3 separate regions of the Hordeum vulgare genome follow, and all the other regions are linked to region 2. The links are chromatin contacts, called in public Hi-C maps. All regions are on one chromosome and are shown on one strand. The core of a region is the stretch at or near the end of the contact, and the rest is flanking DNA. Distances in the headings are between cores, read along the strand shown.

Region 1 (2,744 bases), core at 88-2,587, 210 kb after region 2:
TGCCAGGGCGGGCGCGGCGCCTGGCGCGGCGGCGGCCGGGGCCTCCTTGGCGGCGGTCGGACGCGGGAGGAGCTGGGAGGCGGGGCGGTTTTTCCCTCCCGCGCGATGTGTGAAGTGGAGTGCGGGTTGGGGGGAGTTTTCCCTCCCAACCCTCACTTCTACAGGCTGGGAAGGGGTTTGAGGATTGGACCTCTAAATTTTTTTACGGGTTTAAGGGTTCTAGTCTACGTCGTTTTTCCGACGAAAACTGTAAAAAAAAAAACGGTTATTTTAAGGATTTGAGGGCTCTGCTAGAGATGCTCTTAGAACAGAGAGTGTATTAACAGGAAACGCTTCGAGGGGGAACACGCTTTCGCGACATAGAAGCGCACCTCGCAAAATACTCCTTCGCTTAAGACGCTTGGGCGACCTAGAGATTCATTGACGGTGGGCCCGCGGGTCCACCAGTCAGGTTTGACTGGCCCAACCAGCCATCTCCCTCCTTTGGCCGAGTAGAGGCGAGGTCTGCGGCAACCTTCGCCGATGATTTGCTGCAGCTCTCGAGCGTTGAGGCGTGGGGATGGATCCAGAGGGCTCTGACGGTCCTCCTCGTGGCCTCCAGGGTCAAGGAGATGTAGTCAATCTCCGGCGGACGGCGGCGTCGGGCGAAAGGGGCTCTCCCTGCGGTGGCCCTCTCGTCAAATTAACGTGCGACATAGGCAGCCAAGGCCTCTAGGGAGCTAATGATGATTAGCATGGGGGAGAGGTGCTCTGGTCTGGACAAATTCAACTGGATAGTGGCGGCGGCTGGCTCGGCCAGGGAATAGGGGGAAGGATAGCTCTGGCCAGATGATAGCTAGAGGGGCTCGCTACGGTGTTGGGGGTGGTGGTCTGAAGCGCGAGATGGGTCGAGGGCCCCTATTTATAAGCGGCGGGGGGGACGGTTCGCCGGCATCAGGGATTAGAATGGCGGCGACAGGGTCTGGCGGCGGACAGGGGGAGGGTCAGAGCTAGATGGCGAGGCTAGGCGCTAGCGGACAGATTAGGCACTGTTCTAGGGGTGAGCTGGCGCGCGGGGGCGGCTCGGGCGGTGCTGGCCAGGCAGAGGACGAAGCGGACGCCGGCTAACCGCCATTGTCGCCACGGCCGCTGCCCTGAGCGACGCAGGGTTGCGGCGACTACTGGTCAGTTCTGCCAAAGGGAAAACGACGCCGAGGGGATAAGAATTACGCGTTGGGGTGCTCGGGGGCGCACCAGGTGGCTCTAGCGGCGCTGCAACACGACAAGCAGTGGCGGCGGCTAGCGTTGGCAGGTTTGGCGATGCTGCGGGTCTGCGGGGAGGCGGTCGAGCTGCGGCGCGATGCTGCACGGATCTGGGGGCAAGGAAGAGGCAAGGGGCATATGGGCAGGTGGCAGGGACGGAGCCAGCATGTAAGCAGGGGGCAAGTTTATAGATGAAGGGAGCAAAGTTCATATGGAATGAATTTTTTTGACTACAATAATTATTATTATAGTAGAAAAATCAATTTGTTAGAAAAGGTCTAGCCCCCCTCGTCCCCCATAGAATCGTCCCTGGCAGGTGGACGCGGGGGCTCTGGCGCGAGCATGTGCAAAACCGTGCTCTCCTCGTGCTCCGGGCGTGCACACGACCTGCTCATGGAAATGCCAGGGTGGTCTAGAAGGCTTGGGTGCAACTGAAAATTAACAGAACTAGGTTAGAGAGCAAGGCAAAAGCATTGGACATGCTGGTTTGGCCAATTAAGCAAAATCCTAATGCAATCATTGATCCATGCCAAATTTGTCTATGCACACCGCGTGTTTGACAAAATGCCAAGGCCACCTAGGGGGTTTTCTGAAAATGGAAATTGGCAGGCTAGGGTCTCTTTAGATGCTAAAGAGAGTTGTGAGGTTAGTTTGGCAAAAACAAAAACTGCTTAATGAAATTTTTGGAGGAAAGTAGTTCTCATCAGAAAATGCAGCTATTATTTTATGCACTTAAAATAATCCAATGGAGCTCAACTCATGGAATTAAGGGTTTCATAGGGTGAACTATAAGCTGTAAAAAATTTATGGCCATCTCAACAACATAAAATAAGGCTGCAGTTTAAATTGCCAATCTGGTCCAGAATGGAAATGAGGTTGTGCTGCTCAAATTTTTCAAAGGACAGCTATGCATTTTTGCATAAAAGTGAATCATAAACATTCCTTGACATCTCCAATTTTTTGTGGAATTTTTAAATGAGTTTATGAAATAGTTGCAGTGCAAAAGAGACTCATAAAATGATGAAAATGCTTTTAGAAGTTAATCTTGGCAAGTTTTATTATAGAAATATCCCCTTAAATTAAAAAAAGTGGAATAAAACAATCTCAAATAATTACTCAAACACACAATGATTTTCAAAAGTGCTACTTGGTGGGAAAGGTTTTTGGGAGGAGGCTTTGAAATAAGCAATGGGGCAAATTACTTTTCAAAAAAATTATCCAGTCAATGTTTCAATTAATAAAATGTGGTTACATTTTTGGGGTGTGACACAACACCACACTTTCAAGCATAAATCTCTCTTTAATAAAAGTTGTCTCGTTCCTAGAGATAAGTTTGTCACATAGAGGAGAAACTCTCGTAGTCACACTAGTAGAAAACGGGGCTATAGTACCGGTTGGTAATGGCTTATAGTCCCGGTTCTCCAACCGGGACTATTAACTTAGGACTAAAGAGCCCCCCCCCCCCACCTTTAGTCCCGGTTTGCCACGAACCGGGACTAATA
Region 2 (2,734 bases), core at 235-2,734:
ACCTGCCAGACTAGTGTTTTTAAAATGCAAACATAAGTAGCTATGATGAAACTGAATTTGAAAAGAACACCATAAAAGGCCTGCCCATGCAAGTGCACTCACTCTAAAGATGGAACTTCAATAAGGATTGTTCTACTGAGACTAAGTCCAGCGTCAGTGGGTCATGAATCTGCTTACGTGAGACAGTTATATGACAGATTTTTTCCTGAAGTCATTACCATCAACACCTGGCAGATCATGTACGGAAAACAACCCCATCTATTTTATCATGCAGGAAAAAAAAGTGATGTGAAACAGTTATATGACAGCTATTTTTTCTTAAGTCATATTACCATCAACGCCCGGCAGATCATGTAGACATGTTAGGACAATGATGATGATGAATAATTACTAAAGTAGTTTGTGCTACCCAATGTGAAACAATCAACCCTGTTTTCAGCGATACTTTTATACAAATTATATGTAAATGACAGACATGAACCTCATCTTGGGTCGGGTGTCCGGTACAGGGTGCATCATCAACTGGCAGAAGGATGCTTCCTTGGGCCACTTGAGCAGCAATTGTGGCGGCAATACGCGGTACCTCAGATTGGCCATTGCCCGCATCTTCTCCTCCAACGTTTCGAAGCTGCAAAACAACTGCGAGCACGGCCGAAAAGCATTGGCAATGGAAATCGCGCCCAAAAGCACCAAGAGAATATTCATGTCAAGCAGCAGCGCACCTCGAACAGGAGCACCCCTAATCTATACACGTCGGAGGCGAAGGTAGCGCCGCCGCCGCTGTCGTCGGCTTCCTCGGGGCTAGTGTACCAGTTGAGCTCCATCGCGAGCACGCTTTTGAGCGGGAACCCCTTTTCGCTGCGGTCCTCCCCCGCTCGGCCCGCGCCGTCGCCCTGCCGCGGAGGCTCGGCGTCGTGGTCGGCGTCCTCGGAGGCGTCGGAGCCGGAGGCGTCGGAGCCCGAGGCGGACTCGATGAAGGCAACGCGGGCGAAGGGCGGGGACACGACGAAGCAGGACGGGCGCGCGCTGCCGACGGCGACGCCCTGCGCGTGCGCGTCGGCCACCGCCTCCGCCACCTGGCGGAAGACGTGCAGGCACTCGGGCGCCTCCACCGCCCGGGCCGGCCGGTCCAGCCACTCCCGCAGGCTGACCTCTCCTCCCTCCTCCTCCTCCTCCCCCCTCCGCGCCCCTCCGCCACGGGACACCTCCATGCCCGCCCGCGGCGCTCTACCCCATGGCCGGATCACGTCCGGTTCGCTGCGGCGGGCGGCTGCACCCGCTGCTCCCGGGACCCCATCCTACGCAACGCAACGCAACAAATGGCCCCAGAGCGGCGAGCGGCGAGGAGATAAGGATCTGAGGCCGCGGCAGCGAGCGGAGGCCAGAGACGAGCGTGTGACTGTGCTTGAGGGGGCGAGGGGCGAGCAGCGAGCCACACAAACACGCTTTAAAACGGAGACGGAGGGTCCTCCTCCCCTCCTCTCCTCCTTTGCTGCTTTATTTCGCCCTCGCCCGCCCCGCCCCGGTAGCCGACTCCCAGCCGCACAAACCCCGTTGCCTCGAACTGCACACCCCGCTGTTAGTGTTAGTATTAGCTCAACTTGAAGGCAGCCAAGCGACCAGCGGCTCCCCTCCCCTCGAACTGCCACCACACCACAGTACAGTGCCCCTGCGCTAGACACCAAACCTAACCAGAAAGAGGCAGACGAAACGCAGGGCGCTTCACGCCACCAGAAAGATAGAGATATACGTGCCCCCTGCTCCTCCCTCCCCTCCCCTCCCCTCCCATGGTTGCGGCGTGGTGCCCTTTCCTTCCCCTCAACTGATACGCTTCCAAGAATGATCTGATCTCACTGCATCCACCACGCCGTAGCCACAACCGAACCGGAGTAGAAAACAGCGGCCGCTGGCGGACCACGTCGCCCGCTGCCGATGACATCCCGGGCCCGCCGCGAGGTTAGCACTTGCGCTTCCAAAAGAAAGGGCGTGAATCTTGCGCCGGCAGTTAAAGTAGTAGCGGCTGTCTAGATAAAAAAAATCTGCGGTACGTGGCGCAGGATCGTCGCATGGGCAGATTAGCGCGGCTCGCGACTAATCAATGAATGCAACTAACTACTCTATTGGGTGACAAGTCGCTGTCGGGCGGGCCCACGTCATACATTCCGCCAGTCAGCGACCGCCTGCGCTTTACGGGGCCTACGTGGCGCGACGACGGCCGCGCGTCAAGCGGGGGACTCGAGGCGGCTCATGCAGCGGCCACGCATCCATCCATCCGCACCGGCGAGGAGTTTTTGCCTTTCGCAGCCTCGGGGTCGTGGCGCGTCGCTGCTGCCTCGCCCGCCTTGCTGGATGCGGCCGCACAGAGAGGGATTTGCTTACTCCAGTTAATCGCGATCTGAGCGGATAGTACCAGCCGGAAGTGGTAACCTTGCAGGGTTGGATTAACGTAACCACGATCCCAATTTTATCCACTTGCTTGAGTCGACGAGTGGACGGCACAATTGTTGTGCCGTATTGTATTATCCGAGGCAGGTTGGGGCCGTGTCCATGGCCGGCTTGTCTCGCAAGTCAAACCGACCCAAGGACCGGTCCCTCGCGCATATGCGGATGGCGCAGCCAGCCTACTCTGCATGCCCGTGTTCGTTTCTCCTTCGACTGGTCGGTTCAAATTTCAACCACATTGGGTTTGGTCATTTGGTGGTTCGTTATATTTGAGTGAAGTTTGAAACAAACT
Region 3 (2,700 bases), core at 127-2,626, 240 kb after region 2:
AGTACTAGAGTTATTTGGAGATGACAAAGCAGTATAAAGGATACAGATATTGTAGCCCCATGACCAGAGTGAGCCTTCGTCTGCAATGTTGAAGAGTATTCATTACCAATGACATTTCAGTAGCAAACTTCATCATACTACGTATTTGGTAAGTGCGTTTGCCTCCCATTGCGGCTAAGAAATCATTTACAAATAATAGTAGTAAACCACTAAATAGGCACAGCAAATGACACAACTTATTTTTCATGCACCAAGAACCTAGAGAAAGAAGGGTTGTTTTGTGTACCGGCCGGATACTCCCACTGTATCAGTTCAGTCATTAAAGCATAATAATCAGGTCCAGACCACACGAACGGTTACACAAATCACCGGCAGAAAAATTCAACGCACTTGCGCTTACACAATTTGTGAAAGCCAGATATCAAATGCTTATGAAATCAGGAGCAAGCACATATGGCCTGGACCCTGGGCATCATTTTAACTTACAAACCGCATCACCAGCAAACAAAACTGCCAGGCTAGTGACAACCTTAATGGAATCAGGTCATTCATCAGAGTCACAGTCTCATGTTTTGAGCCACTATAAGGTCAATTCCAGTTCTCAGGCTAGTGCATCCACCACTCTCCACAAGCCACACAGGCATCACAAAGCTGCAAGTACCTCAGACAGTGTATAATTTCCCCAACCCAAATTGCTGCACAACAATGTCTAGTTTCGCTTTTATACTACCACGAAGCAGAGAAGTAGTAGAAAAAGGCAACGAGATGGAGGCACAGAGCACGAACCGTCGAGCGCGAGGCTGTGGTACGCGCCGGCGGCGACGGCGACGAACCTGGGCCGCGGCCTCCCCGCAGCAGCAGCGGCGACGGCGGGCAAGACAGCGGTGGGCACGTGCACGTCCGCCTCGCGGCCGGTGCCGAGGCGGCCGAACGTCCCCCGCCCCCATGAGTACACCTCCCCGTCACCTGCAAACCGGAAACAACACCGCCCCTCAGATCCCGAATCCCGGCGGCGCCCGGAAGCATCCGCGCGCGTGACTGGCTAAAGCGGCCAGGCGGGGGGGCTCCTTACCGGTGAGCGCGAGCGTGTGGGCCTCGCCGGCGGCGACCGCCGACACCTTGGGCGGCATCTGCGGCGGAGCTGACGCCGGGCGTGGAGCGGGAGGGCGCGGGTAGAGAAGAGGTGGAAGAATCACCCGCGGAGGGAATGTCGCGGTTGAGAAAAGGAAGGAAGCTCGTGGAGAGGGGGGAGAGGGAGACGATAAAAGGATTCGAGTCGAGCGAGTTGCGAGCGAGCGTGTCGATGTATCTTCGGGCTCGCCTGCGTTGTCGTCTTCGCTTTTCCGCCGGAGCTGTCCTGTTATCGGTTTGGGCCGCTGCGTCACTGCAGATACAGATATGGCTGCTGGTACCAATACCATGATGATAAGCGTCATTAAGTGGTTGGAATTTTGGAACAGGTAGTAGGTGTGTGATGTAGACAAGTAGACAAGTTTACTCACTAGTACTGTCATTGTAGACAAGTGCCAATGCTTCACTGAACTGAAGCGGCAACCAATTCAAACTCTGCAAAGGACCAGAGCATCCCGGAGAGAGAAAAAACACATAGTAGGAGTAGTACTCCGTCCGATCCATATTAATTGACGCTCCTTAGCACAATTTAGTGCTACAAAGTTGTACAAAGCGAGCGTCAGTCGATATGAATCGGACGCAAACTTGCAGCACTGCAAATCAACATCCAGGCGATGCAATCTTTGTACAAGCAGCGAGCTCAAAGACATGAGGACACTTCACGGGTTCAGGTTCGGCGCAGCACCCTGAAAGTTGAACTCCCTGCCAAGGAGTGTGCTAATTTGCCACCATCTACCTCAAGTTCTCACAGCCTTGACAGCCAGATAACATCGATCACGGCGGACGCCGCGAGGAAGGCGCAGCCGAGAAAGGCGCACGCGATGGAGGCCGCCGATAGGTCGCAGAAACGTGGCAAAGGCTTGCAGAAGTTGGGGAGCGCCGTGTGCCGGACGCCGGTGCGGTTCAAGTTCGCCACCGCCGCCGCCGCTGATCCCGCGCTCAGCATCGCATAAGCAAACACCTGCCAGGGATGCACATGCACCAGCCGTGTTAGTCTACGGTTCCGTCGAAACGTCAGACGCTAGCAGGGTTCGAAATGTTCAGAATTCATCCGCCCAGATTTAGTCTGAAGTTACATGGGAAACAAAGATTGGAAGCAAACAATGCCGAATTACCTTTGTATTCCTTATTAAAACATGAAACGCCAAAAAGAAAAACAAGATGTGCATTTACCAATGTATCAACTGCTACGAGGGCCATTGAAGAAACGCCATACCAACTATATATAACAGAAAATTCGGAACAAGTTTTTCTTTTTTCTTTGTTTGAAAAAGAGGTTAAAGCCACCTACCTTTACATTAATTGATGCATATAGTCATCTTTATTTATTAGCTTGCTTAGATACTCCCTCCTTTCCGGTTTATAGGGCTCAAATTTGAAATCTCATTAACCAAGGTGAATTGTGAGTGGATGACACTAGTTTAAACTAGCCAATGAAATATTTCTCACATATGCAATTTCCAAGGCAATAAATGTAGCATCCATTCTTTCATTGGACTTGTATGGTGAATGTAGAAAACGATGCATGCATAGCCACTCATCTTCTTTCTCTAAACTCTATGAATTAAA

Evidence for each region. Hi-C and Micro-C count contacts between places; a contact is called where the count stands out from the background.
Region 1: a contact with region 2 is called in a Hi-C map of seedling, with 3 times the contacts expected there. The contact joins the enhancer-like site here to the promoter of LOC123444323 in region 2. A contact is called at or near these places in 2 of 6 Hi-C or Micro-C datasets (leaf and seedling) and 1 of 1 datasets of contacts at active chromatin or transcription factors (embryo).
Region 3: a Hi-C map of seedling shows a contact between it and region 2, with 9 times the contacts expected there. The contact joins the promoter of LOC123444321 here to the promoter of LOC123444323 in region 2. A contact is called at or near these places in 4 of 6 Hi-C or Micro-C datasets (leaf and seedling) and 1 of 1 datasets of contacts at active chromatin or transcription factors (embryo).

The regions. Positions count from the first base shown.
Region 1 is chr3H:468,721,669-468,724,412 of MorexV3_pseudomolecules_assembly, reverse strand. No RefSeq gene overlaps it. Among protein-coding and RNA genes, the nearest start is that of LOC123444321, 29 kb to the right of the region's middle. Within about 2 kb of position 1,337, at least 3 of the 3 cell types and tissues checked have open chromatin away from gene starts, as enhancers often do. A contact at or near this core is called in leaf and seedling, where this site is marked.
Region 2 is chr3H:468,934,391-468,937,124 of MorexV3_pseudomolecules_assembly, reverse strand. It overlaps LOC123444323 (protein SPA1-RELATED 4-like), which reads right to left and starts at 1,484. Exons shown (of 7, transcript XM_045121008.1): 1 at 723-1,484; 2 at 482-639. The coding sequence starts at 1,211.
Region 3 is chr3H:468,692,506-468,695,205 of MorexV3_pseudomolecules_assembly, reverse strand. It overlaps LOC123444321 (ultraviolet-B receptor UVR8), which reads right to left and starts at 1,376. Exons shown (of 5, transcript XM_045121006.1): 1 at 1,073-1,376; 2 at 787-966; 3 at 45-80. The coding sequence starts at 1,130. It overlaps LOC123444322 (CASP-like protein 3A1), which reads right to left. Exons shown (of 3, transcript XM_045121007.1): 3 at 1,478-2,092. The coding sequence ends at 1,877.